Linked DNA regions of Ovis aries: regions 1 and 3 are each linked to region 2. Evidence: chromatin contacts called from public Hi-C data. All regions are on one chromosome and are shown on one strand. Each heading gives the region's core, a stretch centred on a gene start, on an enhancer-like site or on the middle of the called end of the contact. The rest is flanking DNA. Distances are from core to core; before and after follow the strand shown.

Region 1 (4,106 bases), core at 1,229-3,728, 150 kb before region 2:
TATTGCCCTATATCAACTACCACAGCCCACTTACAGCAAGACCTTTCTGATGATGGAGAGACTGGGGAGAATCTGTGGCCTGGATGCATTAGATCCGTATGGTGTGTATGGTGTAGACAACAAGCAACCTGGACTCACTGCTGCTCTCCACAAGCACGACGGTTATGGAAGGGGAGAAATGGAAGCACAGAACGGTGTTATTTGGGTGACTGAGAATAACCTAAAAAGTGGGATATTGATTTTATGGTGTTTGGACCTTCAACCTGCTCATATAGATCTAGAAGAAACCTTAGAAATGCCCAACCACTTTGTTTTACAGAGGAGAGAGCCCAAGGTGGATATTAACCCGCTTGAGTTCATACACGTAGTGGGGTAGCTAGACTCCGAACCAGTTTCCTGAGTGCATATCCACTGTACCACACCCTGTATGTGGAATGTCCTCAAATGAATGGTGTTGAATGACTTTTTATTGTTTGTCTCAGTCATCTCCTTTTCTTTTTTATGTTATTAATTATCACATCATCTTCTATTATTAATATTTTCATTGCCAGGCCCATTTTGCTCTTATTCAAGGGTCCCAACATGGACTGTGTCTTATATCTGGTAGAATTTGAATGGAATTGGTGGAGGACATGATCATGTGCTAGGTAAGAGCCTGGCTCTGGACTCTTGACGGCTAGGGTTTGAACCCCAGCTCTGCCATTTATGTGCTAGGTGACTTGGACATATTACTTAACCTCTCTTTGCTTCAGTATCTATTTGATAGGAAGGATAACAGTGGTATCTGTTTCATAGATATTGTTCTCATAGTCAATATTCCTAAAGCCATTGAAACAGCACCTGGTTCGTGTTAAGCCTCGTAGGACTGTATTTATTTTCATCATCTCCAGCACTGGCCTCGAGCTACCTAGAAGGTTATATCATTTAATCTCCCGTTTAACCGAGGAAGGAACACGTTTGCCGGCTCACCACAGCCTGTGCCAGCTTTGTCTTCTGGACCCGTACACAATACGTCTGTTCTTTCTTCTGCTTTGGAGACAGCTTCTAAGTTGCTCACTGAGTATTCCTTCTGCTTTCTTAGAACCTATAGTTGTAGATTTCAGGGCGATTCGACCAAAGGCTCCGTCAGGGATGTTGTGGCCACGTGTCACCCAAGAGGCTGAGGTCGGTGCGGCTGGTTTGCAGCAAGACCTGGCCTGGTTCCACACCTGCTGGGGTATCCCTTGGACTGATGATTCTACTAAGGCACTGGTGCAAGCGAGTGCTGTAAAGAAATAAAATTTACCATTTCCCCTCTTCCTTTGTGATGCCTTAAACATAGTGGCATTTCATAAAGGATTCGAAGAGAGAGTGCTTTTTGAACTTGACGGCGCTTCGCGTCTGTTTGTTCTTCCCTTCCTCATGATGCCCATCGGGTTCTGTTTCTGGAACACCAATTGCCCACGTTTGTTGTAGTGTCTGTTGGATGACTGTCCACTCAAAAAGGGACGTGTCAGCTTCCTACTAACGTAACTACCGCCATCCTAGGGGCACAAACTTCCTTTCCATGCAGCCCTAGAGGGGAAGGTCAGGACTCTGTTGGATATTGTTTAGGGTCCTTTTCCAGGTATGTGTTTTTGGGGAGAACAAAACCTGTTAGTTGTTTCCTAGCCGGTCAGGTCTTGGAAAGGCCCAAACACTGAGTGTGTTCCATGCACCTTGTTGAACTTTGTTCTGCCTGGGTCTGTCGCCTGGCCCCCCAGCCTCCTCACGGCCTCATAAGTGACAAGACGCTGCGGTATCTGTCTTTAGAGACGGCAGCTCTGAACAGGAGTTAGCTCAGGGGCTGCAAATATGCTAGCCTCCTTTCTTTCCCCTTCGAGGAGGCAGAGATGCATCTGAGAGAAGGTGGAAGTGTGTGGGGGGGGAAGGGGGAGTGAGAGCGAGGCTGGGGGTGGGGAGGAAAGGAGGAACAACTGTAAAAAATGTTAATTTATTAATCACTGAATATATAGCAGTTCATCTGAAATGCTGTTGCTATGCCAACACCCTGGGAGTTTATTTTCTTAATCCAAGAGAGGAGCTCTCAGTCCCCTGCTCCCCTGCTGTGTCATTTGAATTTGCTGCTGCCACCGCTGCCATCCCGGTATCTGTTTTAAAAAGTGCTGGGGGGGTGGAGGTGTGGGGGAAGGGGGGAGTGTGTGGAGGGGAACTGGGCTGAACCACCAAAGCAGTCATATGCAAAGCAGCAAGAGGCCTTTCTCCGTACGACTTAGTAAAAATGACACAAATTAATATACTCTACTTAAACCAGACCAAGATTAATGGTTCTCTTTCAGTGCAGCTTAGCCCAACTGTCACTCGACAGGCGTTTGTCGGACAAAATCAACACTAATCAACATTTATTCGTCTCTTGCCCTTGGGTCTGAGGCGCGCGAGCGGGCTGCACCGTCCTCCCGCGCGGCTCGCCACGCTTTTCACCCTCCATCCAGCTGCTCCATACATCACCCTTCCTCCTGGTGCCGCTCCTCGGACGGATCCACACACTCAGCTATCAGGGTACATTAGGGGCATGATAGATTTTCTGTTTTAATTTACATCTATTATATTACAACATAACAGATTTTGATTCAGGCGAGACCAGTGTCTCCTATAGCCAGACTCCTTGGGAGGATTTCTGCATTAACTTATTAAGGTTCGTTAGGATGCTGCTTCAAATAGGCTCCTTCTCTCTCTTTCCCCGCCCCCCTTTCTCTCTAACATGCTCAGTAAAGATGTCTGGGTGCACCTTATTCACAAGCACAGCTCATTCTTTTCAGACTTGGCTTCCTGCACTGGGTCACATGAGGCTGGCTGGGTTCCTCCCTTACTTTCTGATTGGACTTTGATCAGCCAACAGTGGGAGCTGTGAGCTCCTTTCCGTGCTCGGGTTAATGGGCTCTGACAAATCTGGTGGCCTGGAGTCACTGGGCACCCCCTCCCAGGCTTCAGTCTTAGCCCCTAACATCTTTTTTTTTTTTTTAATCTCTTTTTCCTTTTGATCTCAGTTACAGTTATATTTTATTTTTACTGAAACACAGGCCTATAGAGACGGGGGGAAAAAGCAAACAAAATTGGTTGAGCTAACTAAGAAAAGGTAGCTGCAAGGGTGGCTGAAGGAGTGGATCTGAGTGACTGCTTGCCTTTCTCTGTGACCATCTTGGAAACATCTCATTTCAGCTTGGAACACCAGGGATGAGGCCAGCTTGTTTCGAGCTGGTGTGTGGGATCTTACATTTATAGTTCCCTTGTAGAATTCCTTTCCACCTCATTTATGAAATCGGGTTTTTATTTTCATCCTCTCTCCTCTTCCTTTCACGAGTGCTGTAGCGTTGAGGACCTCTTTTATTTGGTGATCCAGGGTTCCACCATGATTTTGTGGTCAGACTAGAATGTTTTATGGCTGTTGACTAAGGCCACACTCAGCTCTAGCTATTGAGTCACCTGTTTGCTGGCTGTCGAGAAGAGAACAGAAATCCTCCCATCTGGTTGGGTCCTTTCACCCTGGTTACTTTCTGTGTGGACACCATGGCTTTGTCAGACGTCCAGGAAGGACTGTGGCTTTCTTCTCACATTGGCTGTAACGCTAGATCCTGGGCCGCTTAGAAGGCACAAGTGTTTTCTGCCAAGCCATTGATTCTGAACTGTGGTAAGGTTCCTTTTGTGGTCACAAATGCAGAGAAACCAGGGGCTGAGTTGGAAATGTGTGGTTTGTGTGTATTTGAGTGTGGCTGCCGAAGTGTACGATGTGTTGGGAGGAGAGCTTAGCGCTTTCATTTTGGTTTCTTATTACGTAGCAATAAAGTAAATGACGCTTAGTGTAACTTCGCACATAGAGAACTGTAGCTCAATTTGAGAAACGAAACTCCACCCACAGGAGTACTCAGTATCTTGAACTTGGGAAATGGACCTTGTTAATTTTAATGATGGGAAAAATTCTCTAGCAGGGACTGAGATGATGATGAAATACCAATAGGGTTATCACTTTGGATGATCTCACTGAATTCGGAGTAGAATCAGAATGATGCTTGGAGAATTTTCTAAAATCCTGGAAACAGATGTAGAAGGGAATACATATGCCCCCGATG
Region 2 (3,739 bases), core at 830-3,329:
TAGCCCCTTCCCTGGGGGCCACTGTCAGCCCTCCTAGGAATTCCTCCCCAGGTACCAGTCACATGCCAGGCCTTCCCCAACACTCAGAGCCTTCATCATGGATAATGTTGGCTTGCTGGGGACATGCCAGGCTGTGGGTTCTGAGGCTCTAGCTTAATGACAGTGTAGATTTGACAGATTTTTGAAGTGGGGTGGAAGAGGTGACAGAGGGAAAGGGCCTCTAACAGAAGGTAACTCTGGTCCAAACTATAACTGGACCAGAGGGAGAAAGAGCGAATATCTAAGGAGCTGACTGCCTTACAAACAGTGAACTGACACAGGGGTCATTGGAGAGCTCATCCTGCAGGCTTCCCTCCTGCACTCTTTCTCATACATTAGGAGATGCTCAAATAGGTCCTCACTGCACTCTTTCTCATACATTAGGAGATGCTCAAATAGGTCCTCAGTGCCAGAGGCTCTGTGAGGTCATGGGGGGATACATAGGTGGAGGACAGGTCATCACAGCCTTTCAGAAGCTCGCAGCCTTGCTGGCGAGGTGGCAGGTGTGACGGTGGTGGCTCTGAGATATGCTGTGTCTGTGGTGTGCTGCTACTGCTGCTAAGTCGCTTCAGTCGTGTCTGACTCTGTGCGACCCCATAGACGGCAGCCCACCAGGCTCCCCCGTCCCTGGGATTCTCCAGGCAAGAACACTGGAGTGGGTTGCCATTTCCTTCTCCAATGCATGAAAGAGAAAAGTGAAAGTGAAGTCGCTCAGTCGTGTCCAACTCTTAGCGACCCCATGGACTGCAGCCCAGCAGGCTCCTCCATCCATGGGATTTGCCAGGCAAGAGCACTGGAGTGGGGTGCCATCACCTTCTCCATGTCTGTGGTGTAGATAGCGTTAATACTTGCTTGGTGGCTCAGTGGCAAGGGCAGTCATTTCTAGCTATTATCTATCTGGGTAGGTTTCTTGGAGATTTCAAATGGAGATTTGAAATAGGATGAGATTGCGGTAAGTGGGTTTTTCTGAGAGAGAAGAGGGCATTCTATCACAAGGCTCAATGGCTCTAATCATGATGGTCCTATTGGCAGAAAGAAGTAGTTGAAGAAGACCAGGAAATTTTAAGGAAATCAAGAGGTCAGTAGAAAGAACTTCCTCCCTTCTTCAACTTGTGCCTGGTTGCTTTCTGTCTTGCACGTCAGCCACAACCTGAGCAACAAAAGACATTGTGTGCATGTGTGTGTATACACGCACACATACACAGAATTGAAAGCACATCCACCCGATTACCACTGGTGACAGAATCCTAATGTTAGAGTAAAGGATAAAGTGTGTAAGAGTTAAAGACCTAGATTCTAGTTGTAGCTTGTCCCATCTGCTTTGGTTTTGGGGAAATTACTCTGCCTTTGTAATCTTCAGTTACCTGCTATCTAAGTTTGTAATATGACTTCATGTTCCATAAGGTGATACAATTCATTGTGCACAGGTACTTTCTGAACAAATAAAACATCTAACTGTGATATTTTCAGGAGGCAGGCACTTTGCTCTATTTCTAAAAAATGCAAGGACAGCGTATTTTTGTCCCATACTTCTGTCCAAAGTTCTGCCCCCTGGAAGATGGCAGAGCAGGGTTTGCTGAGTCTGGGAGAGCTTCACTATCCCAGCTTTTCTGGTCATATGTATTGAAGACCAGTTCGTAGACTGGAAAATCTGCATGGAGGTTCAGTCTTGTGCCTTCGAATCAAGCAAAGAAATTGGCCAGAAAGCATGAGGGCCCCCATCCTGGGAACACCTCATGCCCTTTCCCTAACCGCCTGTCTGCTTGTGTGCTAAGTCGCTCAGTCACGTCCAACTCTTTGCGACCCTTTGGACTGCAGCTCTCCAGGCTCCTCTGTCCACAGGATTCTCCAGGCAAGAATACTGGAGTGGGTTGTCATGCCCTCCTCTAGGGGATCTTCCTGACCCAGGGATCGAACCTATGTCTCTTATGTCTCCTGCACTGGCAGGCAGGTTCTTTACCGGTAGCACCACCCTGGGAAGCCCCCAAAAAACCACCTGTCTGTTGACTGTCCATCATCTCTCTCTGTCAGCCCAGCTTTGGGTCCCTGAACTGCTGTCCAGATTTGAAGACGACCCTCTCAGTAGATAAGCTGTCTTCCTGTGCTGCCTGCTGCACCCCTGGAAGCATGAATCTCAGCAGGGGCACTTACCCGGGCACTAAAAAACCTGGGGACTGAAAACAGCGGCCCACCTAGCACAACCGGTCCTTGGTGAAGAAAGAGTGCCCTCTAGTGGGCTTTGTGTGGAGCTGCTCTGGATCGGTGTCAGGGCTCAGCCAAGGACAAAACAACCCGCTTGCTGCCCTCCTGCCAAGGATCTTGAAGCTGCCTTTGGGTTTGGTTTGTTTTTCTCCGCGTGTGAAGAAACAAAGAAAGACCAGCAGGAGATCAGTTGTGAGAGCAGCCCTGACTGTGCTGTGACAGCCTTCTTATCTTGGGCGGTTCACCAGAGAGTTAACCCCAGGGCCAGTGATGGCAGCAAGGTAGATGGTGACATCGGATGCTTTTTAAAGGGCCTGTGACAATTTCTGTGTACGTCACTCACCTGTCTTGACCAGTCTCTTACATGAGGGGTTAGATCTGTGAGAAGGAAACTCCTTTAAGAATGATGACCGAAAGGGTTAAATATATTATTGCGTGACCCTCTTTGCAGAGCAAATCCACTGCAGTTGATTTTATTTTTGGCAATGGAAGTGTACAAATCTCTGTATTAAAATCCTGTATGTACTGATATAAACAGGGGTTTTTTTCCCTTTAAACCCGAGTAAAAGCTGTTGGGCTGGGGAGCAAAGAGGGGGGGAGGCGAGGGAGGCTGCGGGGCGCCCATCAGGGAAGCAGGAACCTGATCACATGTGATGGTTGCTGGATTAGGTAACAGCTCCGCTGGTTGAAATTGGATCTTGGAGGATGAGTGTTAACATCTCTGGTGTCCTGGTGAAAGGTTCATTTGAGACTTGCGTGGTGCCACAGAGATAAAAAAAGGAGCTTTTAAATAATCATTTTGTCTCCTATTTGGCAGAGTGCTGGCTTCAAGCAGTAAATAGGTAGCATCACTTTGGCTTAGACATATCGGCCTTTTCATTTATTTATTTAATGTTGGTGGGATTTTTTTTTTTTAACTCACTAGCTGAACAGCCTTCTGTATCAGTGAATCCCAACGCCCGTCTTTATAGTGGTACATTCAGATCCTCTCCTTCTGGGCAGAGATCTGTCCATGCCGGGTTTTTACGGGTCCATCCGGGCCTCGTCGCAGCACACATGCATAGCCCAAGACCCTCAGAACCAGAATCTCCTGTGTTAGATAGTAGAAGAGGAAGGTTTTGTTTTGTTTATGTTGTGTGTGTATGAATAGTTTTTGTGGTAGTGGTTCTGATACATACTCTGAAATTTCTGTTTTCATAATGATTTGAGTATAATTTGAGGAGTATAATTTGGAGAGGACTGTTGGGTTTGTTTTTCCTATTTTTTCTGTTCTTTTATTTTCTTCAAATCTCTGGTTTGGGGCCAATTTATGTGTCCTGAACTCTAAGGATAACTGCAAGCAAGATGCATTTCATTTCTATCATACCTGTTCCTTCTTGGCCACATTTGGAAACCTATTATATTAAATCCTAGTGAATCCAAATTTCTTTTTAGAGAGTATTTGTATTCAGGATTCATCAAATGATACGAAAGCTAAGCAAAAGGATAACCCTTTCCT
Region 3 (3,728 bases), core at 390-2,889, 230 kb before region 2:
TGAGGATCTCAACACATCTGATGAGGTTACAATCTATTTTGCAGATGAAGTACACTTAGGTCTGTAGAAGTTCAATGCATTTCCTTTGGCTACACTGTCATCCAGGAAGAGGACTATCTACACAGTATAATATTTTATATTCCAAAACACTATACTTGCCTTTTCCGAAACAATTCATATGCTCTTTTATCTTGTGGCCACCGTGACTCAGTCAGAGTTCTCTCTTACATGCCAGATGTTAAGACAGGAGGCAAACTGATGGTACCTCTACCTAGAGTAACAGAATTGAACTTTAGCTGTGAGTTTCTTACTAGGATTTTCCCCTGATTTTATTTAATTTTTTTTTCATTCTCTCCTACTTATTTTTAATTTGGGTCAGTGTGTTTCAATGTGTGTATTATTTTAAGCATCTTAAAAAACATCGAAAATAGCATCGAAAGGGAAATAAATCCCATTTCCAACATGATGAGTACATAACTAATTTTTACACTATTTATACATTTCTGTTAGATGGAGACACTCCTTCCTTGACACTTAATAACTATGGGACTCAGAGAAGTTATTTAACAGTTTGAAGTTCCCTCCCTGTAAAGTGGAACTAATAATCCATAACTCTCAGAAATGTCTTGGGGATGACTCATGCAAATTACTTGGTGCATAGTAGGCATTCAATGTCAGTTTGCTCTTTATTCCAGTTAATAATGCTTATTAAACTATATTAAAAACTAGAACCAGACTGTGATAATGCATTTCTTTATTAAGTACTTAAGCCAAATAACTAATTTCCCCCAGGGAGAAAAGAAAGAGAGATGTTGAATTAGTTTCATTTGGTCAACTTATTTATTAGTCTTTTTTTCAGCATTATTTAGTTTAACAGTCCATAATTTAGTTTCCATGCAACCAAAATGTTACGGTTCAGTATTCCTTTTAGCTCTATTGTGATTGTTCTTTTTAATCTATTTTTACATATGCCATTTATTAGAGATCATTATTAATTATATTAACAGCTCGATTGTGTTTCATAACAACTTCGTGCTGACAAACTTTGGCTCACAACAGTTTCCCTAAGGTCTAACGAATTAAAAAGATCAACTTTTAAACGGCAATGTTACAGGAAAAAAAAAAAACCCGGTTGCAGGGGAGACCCACACTGTCTATATTCTTTCGTGTTAATTTTATACGTTTGTATTTAAGTAGAGCCACATTTTTCTAAAGGACGGAATCCAAGTGAGGCAGGAAGGAAAAGTGGGAACGTACTAACCGAGCCGGCGCTACGGTATCATTGCACCTTTAAGGACTGGAGACTCGGTGTTAGCTCGGCCTCCTTCCCAGCCCACCTCTGAACTCTGATTGACAGGGCGCCGGGCGAGGAGGAGCCGAAGGAGGCCGAGGAGGAGGCGCAGGGAGGAAAGTAGAGGGAGGAGGGGCCTGTCTTTTCTCCAATGACCAATCAGGGGAGGGGGCGGGGCTACGAGTGCCCTCCTCTCTCCTTCCCTCCCCCGCCTCCTGGCTTCCCCGCCTCCCTCCTCCCCCCTTTCCTCGGCCCCCTCCTCTCTCCTCCTCGTCCTCCTCCTCCTTCTCCTCCTCCTCTCAGGCTGTGGTTTTTCTGTATATGTTTCTGGAGTCCTGAGCCTGAGCTAAACAAAAGCAGGAGGCTGACGGGGCTGCTGGAGTTTGCAGAGACACGGAGGAGGAGAGATTCTGTGCTCTGCCTTGCCGCCGTGGCTGGGGGAGATCTGGCTTTTGCAACAGCCCACCCCCTTTGAGATCACTCTGGCCCGGAGTGGGGGTGGGGGGTAGCGGGGGGTGGGGGGGGGGAAAGTTTGCATTGCAATCCCCCAGCCTTCCTCTCCTTTCTCCCGGCCAATGCATATTTGCAAAAGGATTAAGCCACAGATTTAAGCGCCGGGAGCCCATTTCTGCCTTGCAAAGGAGACGGACTGAAAAACCAAAAGCCAGCTCTGATTTCTTTTCGTCAAGTGGGAAGGTGGTTTATTTTCCTTGCTTTTTTTGGAGTCAACACCCGTCCCCACCAGTCCTTATCCCCACCCTCACCCCGCAACCCCTTCACGCCCCCCTCCCCCTCCCCACTCCCCATCCTCCCACCATCCTCTAAAGAGGCAAAGGGATTTTTTTTTTTTTCTTTTGGTCTTCTTTTTTCCCCCTTCTCTGTTTATCCTGAAAAGGATTTGAAGACAGCTTGAAGGATAAAAAGCCTTGGTGCTTCCCAGGAGCCGAGCCGAGGAGCAGAAGAGGAAGAGCCGGGGGCTGCCGTTGCCTTTGGAGATGGACGAGCAGCCCAGGCTGATGCATTCCCATGCTGGGGTCGGGATGGCCGGACACCCCGGCCTGTCCCAGCACTTGCAGGATGGGGCCGGAGGGACCGAGGGGGAGGGCGGGAGGAAGCAGGACATTGGAGACATTTTACAGCAAATTATGACCATCACAGACCAGAGTTTGGATGAGGCGCAGGCCAGGTGAGATGGAGGCTTTTCTTTTCCTTTCTTGGGGTTTTTTGTTTTTCTCCCTCTCGCTGGGGGAAACAATGGGAACCGAATCACCACAGCGCTTTCTTTTTAAATGTTATTCCTTGGCCCATTTTGACGAGCAACTATATGGCGGAGGAGTAAAATTTGAAGGAGCGTTGTTATCGAAAGTGCAATCTCCCATGCGGTGATGTGGCTGTCTGTATGTATATTTTCATATATTGTGTATGTGTGAATATAGAGATCTTCATATATATCCACACAAACACTCAGGCAAGCCGAAAATACTGCCAACTGATCCAAAAGCGGCCCTCGGCACTTTTTACTGCTTTAAAAAAGTATCAGAGAGAGCAGAATTGTCAAGTTTTGAACAGCATTGCATGTCTTCTTGTTGAGGGGCTCCGTAACATTACAAAATAAAATGTCCCATGAACACTTTATTTGCAAATATAGTTGACTCCTTACGTAAATCAGAAGCTTTGAATTTTCTGTGTGGACGTACTCCTCTAAAATTAATTTTTATCTTTCCCCCTTTCCATATTAAAAAAAAAAAAGCAGAGTAATTCTTTGTCAGGAGTTGTCAGCCATCCAGAAAATATTTTGCATTCATTTAATTGTTTCAAAAAGGCTGATGTAAAGAAGAGATAGTGTTGCTTTTAAACATGTTTGTTCGGTTTTAGAGACTCGGATATGTAGTGTAACTTTATTGTCTCTTATTTTGAGAGGGTTACTACCCTTCTGTGGCACAGAATGTATGGTTCTTTAAAAAGGGGTGGCGGGGGGGAATCAAGCATACTCTTTTTCCCATGCTTCTTTCAGGACCTCTTAGATGCTAGTAAAATAGAAATGAAGGCAAATGTGTATTTTATATATTTCCATCCTATAGGACACAAAGATCTTCATTAAGGAAGCACTATAAAGAAGCTGTGTAGCTTCTCAGTTAATCCACTGCCAAGTATATAGTTCTCCACTCTAGGATTTTACAGTAAATTCTCTTTTAAAAAAACAAAACATAAACTAAATGGCAACCCACCAACTGCTTGCCCAAGGCCGATCTTGAAAAGAAGAATTTAAGACACTCTAATGGCCACATATGTCTTTCCAGTTACCCAGCTTTATTAAATCTCAGAAGTAGCTGGTTTTTTAAGTAATATGTACACAGTTTCTCTACCTCACAAGACTTAGTTCTATGAAGAAGACATTATTATATGTATTTTTGTTTCAGAGAAATGGGAATTTGAA

Evidence for each region. A called contact is a pair of places that touch in the nucleus more often than the background predicts.
Region 1: a contact with region 2 is called in a Hi-C map of hypothalamus, with 2.3 times the contacts expected there. The contact joins two enhancer-like sites. A contact is called at or near these places in 5 of 16 Hi-C or Micro-C datasets (hypothalamus, omental adipose tissue, skin fibroblasts and 1 more).
Region 3: a contact with region 2 is called in a Hi-C map of hypothalamus, with 4 times the contacts expected there. The contact joins the promoter of PBX1 here to the enhancer-like site in region 2. A contact is called at or near these places in 2 of 16 Hi-C or Micro-C datasets (hypothalamus and tail adipose tissue).

Annotation. Positions count from the first base shown.
Region 1 is chr1:116,580,478-116,584,583 of ARS-UI_Ramb_v3.0, forward strand. The region is part of intron 2 of PBX1 (PBX homeobox 1); the gene reads left to right. Among named protein-coding and RNA genes, the nearest start is that of PBX1, 76 kb to the left of the region's middle. Within about 2 kb of position 2,479, at least 12 of the 54 cell types and tissues checked have an H3K27ac peak or open chromatin away from gene starts, as enhancers often do. A contact at or near this core is called in hypothalamus, where this site is marked.
Region 2 is chr1:116,733,957-116,737,695 of ARS-UI_Ramb_v3.0, forward strand. The region is part of intron 2 of PBX1 (PBX homeobox 1); the gene reads left to right. Among named protein-coding and RNA genes, the nearest start is that of PBX1, 230 kb to the left of the region's middle. Within about 2 kb of position 2,080, at least 18 of the 54 cell types and tissues checked have an H3K27ac peak or open chromatin away from gene starts, as enhancers often do. A contact at or near this core is called in hypothalamus, where this site is marked.
Region 3 is chr1:116,505,142-116,508,869 of ARS-UI_Ramb_v3.0, forward strand. PBX1 (PBX homeobox 1) reads left to right here and starts at 1,640. Exons shown (of 8, transcript XM_042257206.1): 1 at 1,640-2,477. The coding sequence starts at 2,287.